Linked DNA regions of Mus musculus: region 2 is linked to region 1. Evidence: chromatin contacts called from public HiChIP or PLAC-seq data. All regions are on one chromosome and are shown on one strand. The core of a region is the stretch at or near the end of the contact, and the rest is flanking DNA. Distances in the headings are between cores, read along the strand shown. Region 1 overlaps Fn1 (fibronectin 1). Region 2 has its middle 55 kb from the start of Gm4319.

Region 1 (3,882 bases), core at 803-3,302:
TTAATGCTAGCCTGGAGTCATAGTGTGGGCTATGTCTTGACAAAACTATATAAACTATATCTGCATCTATCTCTATATATTATATACATACACATATATAATATCATCTTAAAGTACCTTTGTATGATGGATGCATGCCTACATGCATTTTCATGTGTCTAAGTTCAGGTGGTACAGTGTGTGTATGGAGGTCAGAGGATAACCTTCAGTATACGTGACTGCCTTCCATCTTCTTTAAGACAGTGAGACCAATAGCTTCTGGGAACTCTCCTGTCTTCACTTCCCAATGCTCTCTAGCAACATTGGGGATTTCAGACACGCTCTCGTGTCTGGCTTTATGTGGATTCTGGAGATAGGAACTCAGTCAGGTCCTCATGAGTACGTGGCCAACAGCTTATCCACCGAGCCAAATCTTTAGTCTATAATTTGTAGCTATAATCTCTTACACTGTTCTTACCCTTGCTCGGGCGTAGGTGTCAAGCAGTTATCTATAAATGTGTGTGATTATAGTCACACAAAATAAAACTAGTTTAAAATACTCCTTTTAATCTCCTTTTGAAATAGACAGACTGAGTGATGTTTCCTTCTCTGTGGCAATGTATTGTATAATGTGACAGCTACAGTGTTTCCAGATAAGTTTCTCTGGGTTTGAAACTTGAAGCTGACAAGTTCTTGCTTCTGGGCAGCTGGATCATCAATCTTTGGTTTCAGTGGCCTGCCCATTCAATGGTCAGGCGTAAAGCAAATGACCGAAATGTTATTGACTTCCCATCCCACTGGGTTTCCTAGCACATAACACGTTAATGTTCACCTTCTCCCCACTGACAGGATATACCCTCATTCCCTGTTCTCAGTGGGTCAGTCTTGTTCTGTCTTCTTCCAGCCTGGCCCTGCAGAGCTCTGGCCACTACTAGATTTATTGATATCTCCTTTCCTTTAATGCCTTCACTGCCCAATTTTCATGATTCTGAAGTCTTCTATGATTAATATTTGTTTTCGAGAATGAGCATCTACACTTCTGTGTTCTGTGCCCTCCAGCCCCTACCCCCCCCCCCCCCCGTTCCCATAGTTCAAACTTTTACACTCTTCGGAGAATGTTTAAGTGGAAAGCAACCTCAGAGCATTCAAAAAAAAAAATGTAGATTTCCTAGCTCTCCCACAGGTCGCCCATTAAGGAAAAACAGGATAAAATAGTAAAAAGAGGCTGGAATTTGTAGACAGGAAACTCTCAGGTCTTCTCTAAGATTTCCTTATCTTTGTTAAAGGTCCCATGATTTTACTTTGTAGTTAACACATTTATATGGGTTGTAAGATCGCCCAATGGATGCAATGTAGAATGATCGAGTTAGCATTTCCATCTAAAACATTCATGTCTAAGTGCTGGACACTCTCAGACTCTAGTTATTATGAAATTATCATAAGTTGCTGTGGACTAGTCACCCGGCAGAGTAATTCCTACTTTCTGACTGTTGGTACATTACAGCCCTGCCCCTTGGTCCCACCTTTTCCTCTCTAGGTCCATCATTGGTGTACAGTTTAATATACCCTGAGTCACATTGGTTCTGTATGGTAACTTCCTCTCTGCATTTACTCCAGATATCACTGGCTACAGAATAACTACTACCCCCACGAACGGGCAGCAGGGGACCTCTCTGGAAGAAGTGGTCCATGCTGATCAGAGTTCCTGCACTTTTGAGAACCTGAATCCTGGCCTGGAGTACAACGTCAGTGTTTACACTGTCAAAGATGACAAGGAAAGTGCCCCTATCTCTGATACCGTTGTCCCAGGTAATAGAAAAATAAGCTGTTATCCTTAGAGTGGCAGTTTTGAGTAGCGATGGGGATAAGCATCTTAATCCGAGATAGCTGAGTGTGTCAGATACAGTTGGGATTTAATGCCAACCTCCCAGGGCGCTCTCCAAAACCACAAAGCCAAAAAGCAACTGTTTGGATGAAGGCTTTCCTGTTTCCTCTGCTTCACTATCTGTGCTTCCCTGGGATGCTGTTTGTTGCCATGGGTACCTGATGAGTGCGGCCACGGCATTAACTCTGTACTGTTTGCTCACACGGAAAGATTACTAAACAGTGTCGCGTGTCTGTACCCAGTGCTGACAGGCTAAAAGTAATGTGGTAAATGCATCCCTTTGGGGCTTTTGTGCCCGGGTTTTACAGTCCATCTCCACCTCCAACTGTTATCTAGAAAACAGCCTTTGTCTCCATATGTGAGCACTGAAACACACTTGGTTGACAATCCAAATCTTTATCTTGCAGCTTCAAATCCTTTTTAAAATTGCAAGTGGGGTGAAAAACCACAGAAAGGAAAGAAGTAAAGGCCAGGCCCCCCATGGCTTGCTTTCTTCTGAATTGAAAGACAGCGTCACAAAGGCCTGTCTAGGGATAGGTTCATTGTTTGTCCCCAGTCTTCTGTAGATTGAAAGCCCTGGTCAGACTCTCTTACCCTCTGCAGTATTTTGCTATGCATTTATGAATACTAATTAAATTACATGAATTAAAATGTTGGCAGTGGAGTGGGCTCAGGGCTCTGTGCTGGCTGGCCTTGGCCTGACTGTGCATTTGAGTGGCACATTCACAACATAGATTAATACCATGGTCATGATGCCATCATGGCTTTTGAACATGGAAAATAAGTCAATTAGCCAGCCAATTTTTTTTTAAAAAACCTTTGGAAGATTTTATTTTCTTACTAAAGGTTTTGTGTTCTCCCCACTCCCAACCCCCCACCCCGCCAACATTGCTAGTGTCTTTTATAGATCAGTTCAGGCTCTGAGAATGATTTTGACATTGTAAATGGGTTTATGATTAATTTTTTTTAACACTTGAGAAGTTAAAACTGTACCATTCAGGGACATTTTCTAAATGGGAGGAAGCCCCTGAAAGAATGTGGTAACCTGCATTAGTCTCCCAGGGGAGCAAATTACTCATGATGCTTGGGACGTCTTTTCAGATAATTTGGGATACATTGCATATACCATCATTGCTTGAGCATTCCGTCAATTTCACTACCGGTCACCTGATGTACACTGCTTTATTTTTTCCTTTGTTTTTTGCCTCTACTTTTCTTTTGCCTCCTCTTTGCTTCGTAACTCAATAGAGGTGCCCCAGCTCACTGACCTAAGCTTTGTTGATATAACTGATTCAAGCATCGGCCTGAGGTGGACCCCGCTAAACTCTTCCACCATTATCGGGTACCGAATCACAGTAGTTGCGGCAGGAGAAGGGATCCCTATTTTTGAAGATTTTGTGGACTCCTCAGTAGGATACTACACAGTTACAGGGCTGGAGCCTGGCATTGACTATGACATCAGCGTTATCACTCTCATTAATGGCGGAGAGAGTGCCCCTACTACACTGACACAGCAAACGGGTGAATCTTGAAGTCTTCTGTGTTTGAGACATGGATGGTGTTGCATGCTGCTCAGTCGCTGTGGTTAAATCTGGATGTTTCCAAGCCAGTGATTGGCTACGGAGATGAAGACGGGGCCCGCTCAGAGATAAGGGATACATTAGTCTGGTTGCATGAAAGTATGCGTAAATAGTCTCAAGCACTTTCAGTCAAAGCACAAACAGATGTGAAGGGGAAGAGCTCTAGATCTCTGATTTATGAAATGCAAAGGAGATTACATTTGCAGATCTTGAGGGTGTTTGTTTTTTTTTAAAGTATGACTATCAAACTGAACAATGAGCACTCATTTACACTAAGACAGGCCTCCAAAGTGTGCCACTGCGTGCTTCCTCTTACCTTGATAAGCTCCTTTTGTAGCTAATAAAACACCTACCAAAAATGAGTGTGGAACAGAAGGGGAGATCTCAGGGTAGGATGACGACGAGCCGTAGGGCTTTCTGGATAGTGCTGCTCTACAG
Region 2 (3,882 bases), core at 348-2,847, 450 kb before region 1:
TACAAAGTTTCCACTGAAATATACAGAAAGCTCAGATACGTAAGCAAAGACCTGGCTACCAGCCTGGTAAGGAATTGAAAGATAACAGGACAGGGTAGCTTGTGTTCTGTGGAGGGCTTAGCAGGAATAACAAAGTCCAGGTGCTTTGCAGTGGTCGTCATGCTGTGTGATGTTATCAGAGAGCTATTTCAACTGACTATGACTCCTCTGATGATGAGGAAATGCCTAACTCATTGTGTGGCTTGCTGAGCCCGTGGCCATGCTTGCTGAATGAGTAACTGGAGTGAATGAGGAAGCCCTAGGTCTCTCCATGGTAGAGGAATAAGATGTGGGCATCGTGACCATAGTTAGAAATCTTCTGCGAGTCAAAATTATGTCCAATTATACTGAATTGATTCTGATTTCTATAAAAACAGCCTCAAAGTGTTGTATTATAACCCATTAAAACAAAGGTACAGCATGATTTAAATCAATTTGTGAAATTTATGAACCAGAAGATTTTTTTTATATTTATTTAGTGTGTGTGTGTGTATTTTCTGTGAATTCTCTCTTACTGTGTGATGGCTACTTTTATAAATTAACTTGACTGTGATAAGGGATACCCAGATACTAGGTAAAACCTTGTTTATGGGTATGTCTATGAGGGTGTTTTCAGAAGGGACCAGTTCTTGAATTGCTATGCTGAATGAAGATAGATCTGTATTAAGAGATTCATGGAAGGACCAAAGAGAAGAAAATGTCAGAGGATGAAATAGTTCCCACCTCCCTCTCCTTTTGCTGGGGAGTAGGACATCAACATTTAGGCTTTTTGATGTTTGTTTGTTTTGTTTTCCCATTCTGTGACTTATGCCAGCAATTCTACTTCTCTCATTTGTACATGACATGTTCTGCAGTGTCTGGGCTTCAATATGATATAATCCAATTCTCAGAATAAAAGCATATCCTATTGACTCTGTTTGCCTGGAGGACTCAGACTGATACACTGCCTAATTGATGTGAGCTAGTCTGGGTCTGTTCTTGTATTTCACACAATGGAAATTACAGAGTATGTACTTTTCTGTGGGTTTTTTTTTTTTTTTCTACAGAGGTTGGCAGATGTCTTATGTAAAGAACTCGATAGTGATGTTTTTGTCCTTGGCTTTGTAGTTCTGGTCTCTCAACTCTTAGGGCTGCTGCTATATAGCAAGCGCAGAAAATATGGAAATGAGTGGGCGTGGTCAGATTCCAATAGTGCTTTCTTTAAAGTAGATGGTGAACTAGATTGGGCCTGTGAACTGCAGACTGCCAAAACTTGCCCCAGAATAATATTTTTACTATTTATCAAGGTTGTTTTTTGCATTAGTAGTTTATTCTTCTTATTACAGAGAATTATTTTTGTTATGGTATGAATATACCACAACTTGTTTACCCATTCTCCTATTGATGGACATTTGGCTTGCATCCAATTTATGATAATTACGAATAGGGCTGCTATAAACATTCCTGTATGAGTCTTTATGAGAATGCATGTTTTTGTTTCTCTTGGCTAAGAACCTAGACGAGGGATTGCTGCATCACAGGGTGGATGGGTAGACAGCCTGAAAGAGCTGAGAGCTGAGAAGCAGTTTTCCTTAGAGATTGTGTCATGTGCCACTCTCATTAGCAGTGTGTGAGAGCGAGTGGCTCTGTCCTTGCCAACCATTTTGATGCGATTAGTCTTTTGTTTTCAGTCATCCTGGTAGTTCAGCCTCTCTTTGAATCAAGCTCTCTGTCCATAAGGATCACATCTCAGTTTGGCATTTCCTACACTACACCCTTTCTAGTGCCAACTCTTTCCCATTGTGCTTAGTTTATATCTGTCTTTGGATGCCTGGGAATCTTTCAGGCTACTCTGAACCATTGCTCCTGTTTGTCACTAAACATATTACCTTACTTTGGTTTCCCTGCCTAAGTGACATTTCTCTAAACTAATCTTCATCTGAACATATTACAGGATAATCTTACAACTAGAAGCTGGCCACACCACCTTCCATTTTCTGTCTTCTTTTTCCCCTTTGAGACTTTTATTCCTAAATTCAGTGCATGTGTGTCCGTATTCATCAGGGTTCTTTAGTGATATATATATATATATATATATATATATATATATAGAGAGAGAGAGAGAGAGAGAGAGAGAGATGGGGGAGGGGTGTTATTAAATAGCTTATAGGCTGTGGTCCAGCTAATCCAAAAATGACTGCATATGAAGGAAAGTTCCAAGAACCCAGTAATTGTTCCGTCCATGAGATGGGTGTTTCAACTGGTCTTCAGTATAGCTGGAATCCCAAAGAAGTAGGTTTTAATGTCAGTGAAGGAATGGACTTGCTAAGGAGTGAGATAAGGAGGTGAGAACAAGCAAGCAAAGAACAAAATCTTTCTTCTTACATGTCCTTTACATAGGCTTCCAGCAGAAGGTATGGCCCAGATTAGAGGTAGGTTTTCTCAGCTCAAAAGATCTAGATTAAAGGTGTGTCTTCCTACCTCAAAGGTATGGATTGGAAGAAGATCTTCTCACTTCAAATTAAGCAAAAATCTCTCACAGGTGTGTCACTCCACTTTTACGGTTTTATTTAATTCTAGATGTAGTCAGTTGACAACCGAAAATAGCATCACGGTATCCAAACTAATCTGGGTACAGATAGAGCTCATAACTTTCCAGAAAGAGCTTTCTCCATATGTTTATCACTTCTGGAAATAACCTTTAACCTAGTGTCCCACTCCCTTTAAAAGAATGGAATCTCAGCTGTAATTTCTCTGAAGCCAAAGACACATCCTCACTTAATTTCATTACTACACACACCACTAAGAGCTGCTTTCTGAAAGAGAGTTTTCTTAGACAACAGAAAAGAAGAAGAAGAAAAAGTAAGAATGTTCCAGGGACGTAGGCAGTGCTTGTAGGTATGGTTGACTGAAAAGCCATGGAGACTGTAGGATGGAAGGAGATAAGAGTCTTGCATGGTGAGGGCTAGATGCCCTTTCTTCAACCATACCAAATGTCTCTCCACATGTCTCTCAATTATGGCATGCTAAATTATCTCCATCAGCTTTCTTTCTTGATTCTTTTTTTTTTCTTATCTTTTAAAACATTTCTTTCTCCTACTCAGGATTAAATAAACGTAGCTATAAAGGAAGATTTCAGTCAATTGTCCAGTGGCCCTGTTACTTACTGACTGCTGCTATCCAACCAAACACCTCTCTTAAACTATGTCCAGGATTGTTCTTGGACACATTAGTTCTATGTGCAATGCATTTATTCTCTTCTTTACTTTAGAAAAAAAAATCCACTGTCAAATGTATACACTGCAGAGTTAAACCTGGGAATGCTATTTGCTAATCAACCTGGACAGTATGCTATACTAAAACAATAAATCTGTGGTGCTGGTGGAGGGGTGAAAAAAATGTTGTGTAATAAGATGGAAAAGAGAGAAAGCAAGCCAGTCGGCTAGTCAGCCAGCAAACACGAATGCATTAGAATTGTTAGACACTTGGCAAGCTGGAATAGTATTTTAAAATATATTTTTATTCCTTTTTAGACAATTTCATACCCGTCTATATCTTTTTTAAAAGAAGATTTTTATTTTTATTTTTGTACTTATGTGGGTATGTGTATGTGACTACAATGCACCTGGAGGCCTGAAGAGGGGATTGGATCCGCTGGGATTACAGGCCATTGTGGGTTGTCTGAGTGGTGCTAGGAACTGAACTCCTGCTCTTTGCAGGAGCAGTATGCATTCTTAACCACCTCTCTAGCCCCTATGGGATGCATCTTGAGCATTTTCATCCCCACTCCCTTCTCTGACTTCCCCTGGGTCCCCCAGTATATCCCCTCCCATATTTATACCCCTCCTCCCTCTAATAACTTAC

Evidence for each region. HiChIP or PLAC-seq counts read pairs in DNA pulled down with a chosen protein or histone mark.
Region 2: an H3K4me3 HiChIP or PLAC-seq map of embryonic basal ganglia shows a contact between it and region 1, with 4 times the contacts expected there. The contact joins two enhancer-like sites. A contact is called at or near these places in 1 of 484 Hi-C or Micro-C datasets (bone marrow-derived macrophages), 1 of 115 datasets of contacts at active chromatin or transcription factors (embryonic basal ganglia) and 3 of 9 other capture datasets (adipose tissue, liver and pancreatic islet).

Annotation. Positions count from the first base shown.
Region 1 is chr1:71,613,266-71,617,147 of GRCm38.p6, reverse strand. Fn1 (fibronectin 1) reads left to right here. Exons shown (of 46, transcript NM_010233.2): 24 at 1,597-1,788; 25 at 3,113-3,385. Among named protein-coding and RNA genes, the nearest start is that of Fn1, 38 kb to the left of the region's middle. Within about 2 kb of position 2,052, at least 24 of the 459 cell types and tissues checked have an H3K27ac peak or open chromatin away from gene starts, as enhancers often do. A contact at or near this core is called in embryonic basal ganglia, where this site is marked.
Region 2 is chr1:72,066,991-72,070,872 of GRCm38.p6, reverse strand. No RefSeq gene overlaps it. Among named protein-coding and RNA genes, the nearest start is that of Gm4319, 55 kb to the left of the region's middle. Within about 2 kb of position 1,597, at least 48 of the 459 cell types and tissues checked have an H3K27ac peak or open chromatin away from gene starts, as enhancers often do. A contact at or near this core is called in embryonic basal ganglia, where this site is marked.